Regions from separate parts of the Xenopus laevis genome. Here region 1 is linked to region 2. The links are chromatin contacts, called in public Hi-C maps. All regions are on one chromosome and are shown on one strand. The core of a region is the stretch at or near the end of the contact, and the rest is flanking DNA. Distances in the headings are between cores, read along the strand shown.

Region 1 (5,700 bases), core at 1,469-3,968, 180 kb before region 2:
CGCTGATCGGCGATATACAGAGACTGTCTGCAGATTCCGGCTTGGAGTTGCCGGACTGTCGCGGGAGCTGCGGCCTACACGCTACAGCAAGGATGAGCTCCACTAATCTTTCATTACCCGTCTCTTCACTGTGAGTATAAAAATATAGCACATCTTTTCGAAGTAAGAAGGGAGGTAGAATACTGTAGGTTACACTCACCCAGAAGCTCTGGACGTGACACTTTTGGGGGCAGCCGGCTCCATTACCATGCAGCACTACTAAGGCCCAAGAACACCAGCTCAGAAGCAAAATTTAAATCTGCCGCCACGAGCCCCATGACGTTACTGCGCTTAGACTAGCAACAGGCTAATAAACCCACTGTCGCAAAGGGTATCTGCACACACAGCCAAGGCTGCTAACAGCTAGGGCTTCAGGTGGAGAGAATCTGCCAGAACTGCACCCGGTAATCGGATCCAACATGGGAACGGTGAGTGCAACCTAAATATGTTTTAAATATGCTGCCTGGGGATGACCAGGAAATCTATCTTTATTCACCTATATTTCTCATCTTCATTTGATACTGTTTACCTTTCCCTTCTAATTTTGATACTTAATTTCCTTGATATATGTAATCAAGTTAAATCCTAGTTCTTTTCTTAACCTTATTACTTTCTCTTGATCATATATAAGAATAATAAAGGATTCCATTGTACAGCTCTGCAGAAGATGTTGGCACTTTATAAATATTTTTTTTTAAAAATACTAATATTAATCACACAAACAACTGAATCTCTGACTCTCTCTTAGATACAAACACATGGCATCTAGGATGGCATCGGTAGGAACATATCCTGTACATTTTCCATTTGTGAACTTTATATGTGCCATCACAATGGGGCTGTATCCATGCTGACGTATCATCTTAGCAAACAATCACCCTAGACATTGGTAGATGCAAGCCAGCCTGTTCCTTACTAACTACCATAGAACAGGTCAGATTGCACATCTGAATGACACGTACATAAGGGGGCAGGTGGAAATGAGATGGGGCAGCTGTGAATGCAGGTATACATGCTCTATAATGAACCACCAGCAATTCTATTACATGGGGGCAGGAGCCAAGTGCAAAAAACATACAGTAGTTGATTGCGACTTTGTCAAATTTTTTAAATTTGAGTTTCTGTGGCAAAACTGGCTGAGCAAGCAGCAAAGTTCAAAAAATCTTAGCAGAGGTAAAAAGAAATCACAAGCGTGAAAAAAACTTGATTTAATTTAACCTGGGACCTGTTATCCAGAATGCTTGAGACCTGGGGTTTTCTCGATAAAGGATCTTTCCATAATTTGAATCTCTTAAAGTCTATTAAAAAGTAATAGAAACATTTATTAAACCCAATAGAATTGTTCTGCCTCCAGAATTATATCTTAGTTGGGTCAAGTACAAGGGACTGTTTTATTTTTACAAAGAAAAAATTTAATTATTTGATTAAAATTGAGTCTATAGGAGACGGCCTTCCCGTAACACAAAGCTTTTTGGATAATGGGTTTCTGGATGACAAATCCCATCCTGGTATATTTGTAAAGCCGAATTTGGAAATTTGACTCTGGAAGTAATGAAATGATGGTGATATACAATTCATATGATCTAATCTGCTCTATAAGATATTTTTGCCTGATGTACTATAGATGCTTTAATGGTATTGAATTTCTTTATTTATTTGTATAGGTGTTGTGTCTGTTCTTTATTTACATCTATATATCTTAGCACCAGCCCTATTGTTTATATTTAAATATCACCTTAATTATTAATAGCTTTCCCCCTTATCTAGAAATCTAATATTCAGAAAGCTCTACATTATAGGAAGGACATCTCTTTTATTTAAATTATTCAACTCTAAATTGTATTATCACAAATGACCACATGGTGGTGATACAACCATGTATAATCTTTTGCTTGACTCTAGCAGATATACTTCTTAAATGGATATTGGGCCTCTTAATAAATGTGGGGCAAAATACAAAGTGCAAAAATCAGATGCAAACGCTATTTTTTGCACTTATATCCCACACAGACAGAGTAATATAATAAAAAGTCTTAAGCCCACTTCCAGTAACCCATAGCAAACAAGTAGAGCTATCTCCTGATATCATATCATCCTGATATTAACACAGCCCAGGTGTGTCTCCAGAATGGAACACAAATGCATCATTCACTTGCACACACTAGGAAACCCCAACGGGTGAAAGATACATTGCTACTGTGCTCAGTTTAGCACCTGAAGTACAACAAAAAAAAGTATAAGTTGTGCTCACCACTAATTTTTTAACCATTAGGAGGGGGTGCGATGAGGCTGTGTTTGCAAAATTCATATGGACAGGAGGTCCTCTGTACTTACCCTTTTTTAATATATAATCGACAGTATGGCTATTTCCCTATGGACCCCAACTGTAAATGATATCTTTATAAATGGTGTATTCCTACATCTGTACCCTAAAGCTAGAGACAGCACTTGCCCCTGCTACTCTCCCTGCAACTTTTCCTCCACTCTGTCCCCTCCCATCTAATTTTCTGTACCAGCTCTTACTTTAGCACAGGAAGTGCCTCCTGTCTCACTCCCTCACAGCTATCAACCTTTCTTTACATTCCTCTCAGGTCCCGCTTAACCTACCCCTTGGTGTTCGCTCTGTGGTTCTCCCCCTCTCATGATGCCTTTCCGGTCTTCCTCCCTCCTAGCACTCCGCTTCAGTCTAAATGCCTTTCCTTACACCCACTGTCTCACGTTTCATTCAGTGTCTACACTGTGTGGCTCCCCCCACTCACATAGTCTTGATCCACCTCCCACTTTAACTCTCCTGTCCCGGTCTTCTGTCTCCCTCCTTCTCTCCCCTTTCCCCCTCCTCAGCTGATTACACCACCCATACCAGGGCACAGCATAAGAATAAGAAAAAGACAAAGGACTATAAATGCAGGTTCTTAGCCACAAAGAGGGACTACAGGGTGTTAGAGTTCCTGACCGCTGACCATTGAGTGTATGAATGTAATCCTTATAGGGAGACCTCCAGCTAGGTAATACGAGCTTGGGAACAAGAGAGACACAGCACACAGGATGGCAGTTCAAGCTTGTTCAATTAATTGTTTCCTCATACAGTTTATATACCCTTAATGAAAGTGAAAATCCTTATGTCACAATGATCCAAAACACAGGAGTATGATGAGTAACATCCTATATCCTGTAATGGTACACATCAAGGATGTTAATTAGACAACTGAACAAAGTAGATAAAAACTTGCTAACTTGCAAAACACAAGTTTGGAATAAACAACTATTACAAGAGGATATATGTCCTCTTAGTGAACTCGTTACAAAATGGATACAGTATTATAAAAAGGAGTAATTCAGGATATATGCAATACGTGTTTGTTACAAAATGGAGTAACATAATATATGCTAATATATGCAATATGTGTTTTATCCCTCACACAGGGAAACACCAAAAACCAAAATCAACCAGGGTGCCAAAGGCATAACAGAAAGTTTAATTTTGTAGTACATAAAGCTAGATATGTAGTACATACAGTGTTGGACTGGGATATCAGGGGTCCACCAGAAAACCTTAGACCACGGGCCCACTTTTCAAACCATAATTCCTCCTATACTCACTCTTTATTGTTGTAGACTGTTTGCTATTCATACTATACTCTATTCTTCCATTATTAAGCCTCTTTTTTTCCCATAAAGAAATAGGGAATGAGCATGAAATAGTCCAAATGGATAGAAGCAAGAGGCCCACTGATACCTGGGCCCATCAGGAACTTTCCTGGTATCCAGGTGGGCCAGTCTGACACTGAGTACATAATGTCAGAGCTCTATAGAAAATAAAATACTGCACACAGAAATTGTAGAATATAATGCATAATGTACTACCTACTTATATTAATAAAGACATTAGCAGTCACCTTGGAGTTATGTGACCTGTATAAAAGCACTCGACCTGCGGCCTTGTGCTTTTATATGGTCACATAACTCCTTGGGGACAAATAATATCTTTATAAAATACAGTAGGGGTATATTATCGATTATATACTGTCTGTGCAGTGTGTAATTTTGCTAATTTGAATGCATGTAACTGCTCAATACTGATTACTGGCAACACCAAATTGGTTGAATAAGCTTGTTAAGCCTTAAACTTCATAAGCAAATGTGTCTAATTGTTCTGTCCTCTCTACGTATTACCCTGGGGCAGTGTGTGAACTACACACTGCTACATGCAGCTAAACCTCCCCACAATCCAATAAAGAGACTGAGCTTGGAGTCTGTAGATTTTACTGGATAGGCAAGTGGAATAGATAAAGAACTGAGTGGAGGGGTGAAACTGTAATACAAACAGAAAATATAAGTATGTTTGCAATGAACTGAGCAATATACAAACATGTAAAGGCATAAAATGTCTCTGCAGCAATGTCTCTGGGGGTAATGTTGCCACCTGGCCGGTATTTTACCGGCCTAGCCGGTAAAACACCAGCAAAGGCTGGGGCCCTTATTACAAATTTACCGGCAATGTAGCTGCCAGTAAATTTGTAATACATCAAACAAATGCCCGTGGCCTGCACCCAGCCCAGTAAAAACTTACCTTTTTGCTGCTGGCTTGAGTCCAAACGCGCACGGTGGCCCCGCCCCCTTTGACGTCACGACTTGCCCAGCCAATCACGTGCCATGGATCCACCCCCTTAATTGTCGTGATCCGCCCCTTTGCAGTCAGGGCCTGCCCTTTTATTCCCGTCCCCTCCACCAGCCGGTAGAGATTTTTTTAAAAGGTCGCAACCCTATCTGGGGGTTCTGGCAGCTGTGGAGGTGATTTGGTGCAACTATTTGCTTACCAGCAATGCTACCGTGAGGAGAGATGAAACCGTGTGCTTCTTTCACAGCATGGACTGTAAAATGGAGTCCTAGCTCCCACAAGGCACTGTTTTAGGTCACATGTTGGGAGTATGGTAGCCTGATTAGTTCAAATGCAGTTCTGCCATAAGCCATGTGGAGGTGCAGAACAAATACAGGAAGTGGCCTTGCGCAATTATAGCAAGCATCCAATTGCAAGATGTGTTTCTGTTTATCTCTTCTCTGAAGAGTGACAGCATGAGATCCTCAAAGCAAATCTCAAAAGATCTGAAAACAAAGATTGTTCAGTAACATGATTTAGGGGCTACAAAAAATCTCAGAGGTTTAAACTGTCAGTTTCAACTGAAAAGGTGGCCATAGACTCAGAGATCCGCTCAATGGTGATGTGCCAAACGAGCGGATCTCTCCCCAATATGCCCACATTGAAGTGGGCAATATTGGGCTGATCTGATCATGGGTCTTCGAAACGGATCTGATACAGGCGTTTGGATCACGGGACCGTATAGATGCACCGATGCGGCCGCTACCCGACAGGACTTTTTAAACTGCCTGATCGAGATCTGGCCTACTATTGATCGGGGAAGCCTGTCGGATAGCCCCACAAACACAGGCCAATAAGCTGCCGACTCGGTCTGTCTGCAGCTTTTATCGGCCTGTGTATGGGGGCCTTAAGTAATGTAATCAGGAAATGGAAGGCCACAGGCAGGGTTGCTGTAAAACCCAGGTCTGGCAGGCCAAGAAAAGTACAGGAGCGGCATAAGGATTGTGAGAATGGTTAAAGACAACCCAAAAATCACCTCCAAAGACCTGCAGATAGTGTATCTG
Region 2 (5,635 bases), core at 424-2,923:
TCAGGCCAAAACGGAACAGGTGGCAACTATATATATATATATATATATATATATATATATATATATATATATCAGGATAAACAGAGCATGAAATGAAATTTATCCAGTGATGCACTGCCATCTTGTTTCCTGTCTCCAGGATCTCTGCCTTGGCCCTAGGCTGTGTCGCTCGCTAGAGTAATACCCAGGGCTAGTGCATTTTTTGGCGAAAAAAACAGCCCAGTCTGTGGAAAGCAATTATAAAAATTGACAGGGGTGTTTAACAAATTGATACCCTCCAGTGATTATCAATCTTCATTAACAATCTCTCACTTTGGATTGGCTTTGTATGGTGAAAGAGAGAAAATATACCTGTAATAAAACAATATGCTTTGTGCTGCATTCTGCAATAACCTTTACGAAGACAGATATTGGCCTTACTGGGGATTTTGTACTGCAGAGACATACTGTATCTGTTGGATATATCCACTATGATAGGAAAATTCCAAACTTAATTCTAATTTCAGTTTTGATATGACAAATCTGCAGATATTGTGTTCTCATTAAATTAAATATGGACCATTATTGGTATTACATCAGGGGGCCTATTTATTAAACCTCGGTTTTTTTCTGGTCGAGTTTTTAAAAAGGAAAACTCAAAGTTTGAGATTTATTACACCCCAAAGCTGCAAAAAATCCAAATCCGAAAAAACTCCATCTCAAACCTGTCGAGGCCATGTAGAAGTCAAGGGCAGATGTCCGTTTGACAAATGAAGATGACGTGATTTGCGCTGGTTTTAGTGCGATAATCTGAAAAAGTCTGGGTTTTGGGGAAAAAAAATCATTCAGTATGATTCGGGTGTTATACATGAAAAATTTGTATGATTCGAATTGTCGAGACTTTGGTTATTGTTTAGGAATGTAGTAAAATATGTTAGCATGCTGCAGAAATAAGGTATAAAAAAATGCAAACATTGTCAAATTCATTGTTCCTGACCTTTTTTTACCTTTGATAAAGTGTGTTAGCTAGCTGATGGGGAATGTTTTAAGGTGACACTTATGTACATTTATGGGTGTTTTTCTTTTCTCTCTTTTTAGCTGGAATGAATCTCAGTCCTGTAGCCAGGCTTAAGAAGACGTGGTCCAAAGTGAAAACAGCCAAATTTGACGTTCTTGAGGTACAGGAATTGATTTCTGCATACATATATATATGTAGAAAGAATACTCTATGAATGACCTATAGACATTTTTACAATGCAAAAACTTGCAGAGAACCCAAAGGTTTTAATGAGATTTGTATGATAAATAATGTTCTGTTGTTAGCAATAAGCAGTCTCCATTGTTTTTAAATACATCAATATTAGTGACAGTCAAACTATTACTATAAGCCACACACTTTAGTAACTTGAAGTACAGTATATGGACAATTGCCTCAGTTTCCTAAGATATATCAAGATCATGACTCGGTAAGAATCTGCAGTCCTTTAAATACTTCTGACTACAACTCTCAGCATATGTTATGGAATGCTAGGAGCTGGAGGACCGGGAACTGGGCAGTGCTGCTATATGTAAAATATAAATATTTCTGCTCTTACTAGACAAATAGAACAAGTTTAATAGTAGTGCACACATATTAGGCCTGCAGCTGAAGATGCTGTTTAACAGATGGTGAGGTGTGACATCAGCACCCTCTAGCTACCACATATTTAAGTGCAGTTAATCACGATCCAACTGCTTTCTTTTCTTCACAGCATCACATGGATCCCTCAAGCAACTTCTGTAATTACCGTACAGCCCTGCAGGGAGCAACCCAGAGGTCCCAAAGTGCCAACAGCAGTCGGGAGAAAATTGTAATCCCAGTTTTCAACCTTTTCATCAAAGACATCTTTTTCCTTCACAAAATCCATTCTAACCGCTTACCTAATGGACACATCAATTTCAAGGTAAAAGCCCCTATTCTGCTTTCCTCTTGATTCTGTAATTGAGATCCAGAGATACAATAGATAAAGTCACAACTTGTGTTGAGTTCTATATCACACAACTAGCTTCAGTACATATTTAGGCTACCAGATCATATGAAAAATCAAGCACACTTCTAATTAATGTAGATCCAGGCACCTGGGTCCACTTTACAAAGGTGCAGCTACAAGCGAGCTAAAGTCAATACTGTGCAAAATATGGCTTTAAAGTGGGTAAACTCACTTCCCAATGATTTTAGGGGCCTTGCAGTGTAAAGAACAAAATTAGATGGACAACTGTCTTCTTTACACTGCAAGGAAAGAATTATTCTTATTTCAGTTATTTTCGTTGTATGTTCTTACACGGTATGTGTAACACAACTATCACTTTTGTATGTGTTTAGAAATTCTTGGAGATTTCAAGACAGATCCATGATTTCCTAACTTGGAAGCAGGTGGAGTGTCCATATGAGAAAGACAAAAAGATTCAAACCTACCTACTAACCACGCCTATTTACACTGAAGAAGGTAACATGAGCACTGGTCTCCTTCTTTTGATAATAGCATGTTTTCATTGCTGAAATTGCAACTTACTACTCATCATCAGTGCAATTACCTTTATTAATTTACTATACATAGCTATTTTCAGGAATTACTTAAACCGAATAATGATTTTTATCTAATTGAAGAAAATATAATTCAAACCAACTTTTAAATGAATACAGTCATAATACCTTTCCAAGTTGCCAGCCGGTTAATATTTATGTGTAGATTTACAACCCCTTTAAATGTGCAAGATTGTTTTGTTAATATATATATTTTTGATTTAATAACATTATCCGTTTAGTTGAAGTAAGTGTATGTAGCGGATGCTTGTTAGATCAGTTTAGGGAGTTGGAGGCACTTAGAAAGCCTGGTTGAAGTGAAGCAACTGCTTCTGTCCAGTTGTCAGCACAGCTCCAAATGCAAATGGGACAATAGAACAACATGCAAATCATTGGCTGTCTCAGCAGACACGCTGCATCAGTTTTGTGTTGTCAGCAGTAATTTTAGAGTGCCATTTTTTAAAAAGAGGTTGCCATATTTCTGTACTCACAAGATATGTGCTTTAACTGCCATTTACACTACTACTATGATTACAAGCTGTAATTTCTTATTTTTAGCCCTTTTCCTGGCTTCCTTTGAGAACGAAGGTCCAGATAACCACATGGAAAAAGACAGCTGGAAGACTCTCAGGTTGGTTTGCAATATTTATATTACAATTCACAGGAAGAGGCTTAAATACAGAAGCACTTATGAAACCTAACACCTGACAAACGGTAGGGACAGCAGGAAAGAAAAATTATGATTTAATAATGTATATGGATGCTAGATCTGGTTAAAAAATGGTTCTGTGCATGAAGAGGAAAGATTGATACATTGCCAGTTACTAGTGATGTAGAAAGAGAGTTGTGCTGCAATAAATTGCTTTTCAGCCTATTTTAGATTTGTATTGCACCATGGTTTTGAGTTAAAATAAGTTTTCTGTTTTTTTTACAGGTCAACGCTTTTGAACAGAGCCTGAAAACCGATCAATCAAAGCCTGAAGCACATACAGGAATAAAAGAATTTTTAGATTTCTTTTTTTTGTGCAGAATGTTCTTGTCAGGAAGTTAGTCCTCACTGGTTGGGGCTTGCCGTTTTTTGTACATAATATTTTATGAATCCTAAAAATGAATGGTATATAAATATATATTTCATGCTTTAAGTACTTATAATGTAAAAGGGAATTTTGTTTCTTATTTTTGTGTTTTACTAAAAAAAAAGAAAAAAAATATTACCCTTTGCTGCAAGTATGGCCACTACACAATGCAAAGGATTTCTCTCCAGAAAGCAATGCTTTGCATCAGCCCCTATACTGCAAAAGATATAACTCTTCGAATTAAAGGGCCGGGCCCTGTGTTGACTAAGTATACGAGTGTTTATAAGGAAAATACATATGGGTTTTCATCCATGTTTCATCCAACATTTGTATCTCACTGGCTGCCATAGTAACATAGTTAACTGTATCTGAACCAGATAGTTACAGCGCCGAAGCACTAGTCAATATGTTTTTAAGATATTTTTAACAGAATACTAGATCTTTTATATAAATCTGGTAACAGTTTTCCTTATTAAGTTATTATAATGAAGAAAAACCTTCAGACATTTTGCTTGGTTTATCTGATAAACCCCTTGCAGGTGTCATTAATTTATACTGTGTCTTAAAAAGTATGAGCAATCAAATCTCTCACAAAGTGTTAGGTCTCTGTATATTGGACTACATTTATTCTACATGTGCTATCCGTATACTTGGTTTATCACTGATATCTGCTGCTAACTGGTGTCTAGGAATAGTTTCATTATTTATTCCATTGTTTATTCCATAGAACCTAATGGCCAATGCAGTATATCAACAGACTTAAAAATAATCACTGTAAAGGATTGCTTGTGAATACCATTTTCATAGCACTGAACTGTAAGGTAATAAAGGCACAAAAAATTGTATGCAGGGCGTTGCAAGTGCCACTTCTCTTAAAGCCTTAAGGTGAAATACAGTCTTACAGCCCTTGAGCCCCTAGCCTATATTTCAATGAAAAATGTTTATCTGCTTCAAACAATAAGAAAGAAAAAGGATCCAGAAAAATATGTCCGTTCTGAGAAATACCACTCACACAATCTTCCTTGCCTCAAAACCAGAAATTAGAGAGTAAGCCTCTCTTGAGGATTTGCGGGCAAAAAACACAGCATTTGTTTCTTCATCTACATTAATTTAGGCTTACCGTGCATATGGAAAGACAGTTATAATTGCATAGATGCAGCCACAAATTGACTGAAGGAATCTCCACAGACTGGTTGTTACCATCAGAATAGGGGAGAATGGCTTCAGCTGTATCTAGATGCACAGTAATAAATGTTAAGAACATACCAGAATGGTATCCAGTGCAGTGTACCATAGCAACTAATCAGAATCTACCAGTGGTTCAAGTGCATCCGATGCAGTTTTAGCTAATATGTAAGAATGCTGGTTCCCCATTCCTGCTGAAGTCAAATGGGGAAATTGCCAAAGAATACCTTAGGAGTACAGGACAAAAGGCAGCATCATTTCCACCAAAAATTCTGTCTGAACACCCCCCCAACTACATATTATGTGGGATTAAAATATTGTCTTCTCCCACTAATGTCAAAAGGAATCAACCCACAGGCAGTTTAAGTTGCTGCTACAAGCAATCGGAGTCGCAATACCACCTTCTTCAGTTCCCTTTGGCTCCCTTTGCTCATTTGTACCTGAAATCTGTTCCATTCTTGAAGCACTACACTGCAGTTGTGATGCTGCTGAATAAGCTAATTGTGACTTTAGTGGAATTCTGTTTATTTACATTTTTTACTGTAAATAAAAACAACAAAGTGATTGTTGTTATAAGTCTGTACATCCATTGCAACTTTAAAACAGGACATGAGCTTTGTGGCTTCCAACATGAAAGGCAAGCTGCAATTTTCCTGCAACAGACAATCGCTGAAGCAACCCTACAGACAACTGCCATTTCTTATACTCGCCTACAATATTCATTCCCAGTATGACCTAATCCATAGAGATCAACCAGACCAAATGTCTGTGATTGGTTAAGGCAAAGCCCTGAATAAAACCAAATAGTTGCCTATAGAATTTGTTATCAAGA

What was found. Hi-C and Micro-C count contacts between places; a contact is called where the count stands out from the background.
Region 1: a contact with region 2 is called in a Hi-C map of the XL177 cell line, with 2.2 times the contacts expected there. The contact joins the promoter of LOC108696985 here to the enhancer-like site in region 2. A contact is called at or near these places in 2 of 4 Hi-C or Micro-C datasets (the XL177 cell line and the XTC cell line).

Annotation. Positions count from the first base shown.
Region 1 is chr7L:49,103,108-49,108,807 of Xenopus_laevis_v10.1, reverse strand. LOC108696985 (pulmonary surfactant-associated protein D) reads right to left here and starts at 2,718. Exons shown (of 5, transcript XM_041568939.1): 1 at 2,647-2,718. The coding sequence starts at 2,682.
Region 2 is chr7L:48,917,374-48,923,008 of Xenopus_laevis_v10.1, reverse strand. rasgef1a.L (RasGEF domain family member 1A L homeolog) reads left to right here. Exons shown (of 12, transcript NM_001092782.1): 8 at 1,078-1,157; 9 at 1,731-1,922; 10 at 2,342-2,465; 11 at 3,101-3,173; 12 at 3,477-3,742. The coding sequence ends at 3,501. Among protein-coding and RNA genes, the nearest start is that of rasgef1a.L, 31 kb to the left of the region's middle. Within about 2 kb of position 1,673, at least 1 of the 7 cell types and tissues checked has an H3K27ac peak or open chromatin away from gene starts, as enhancers often do.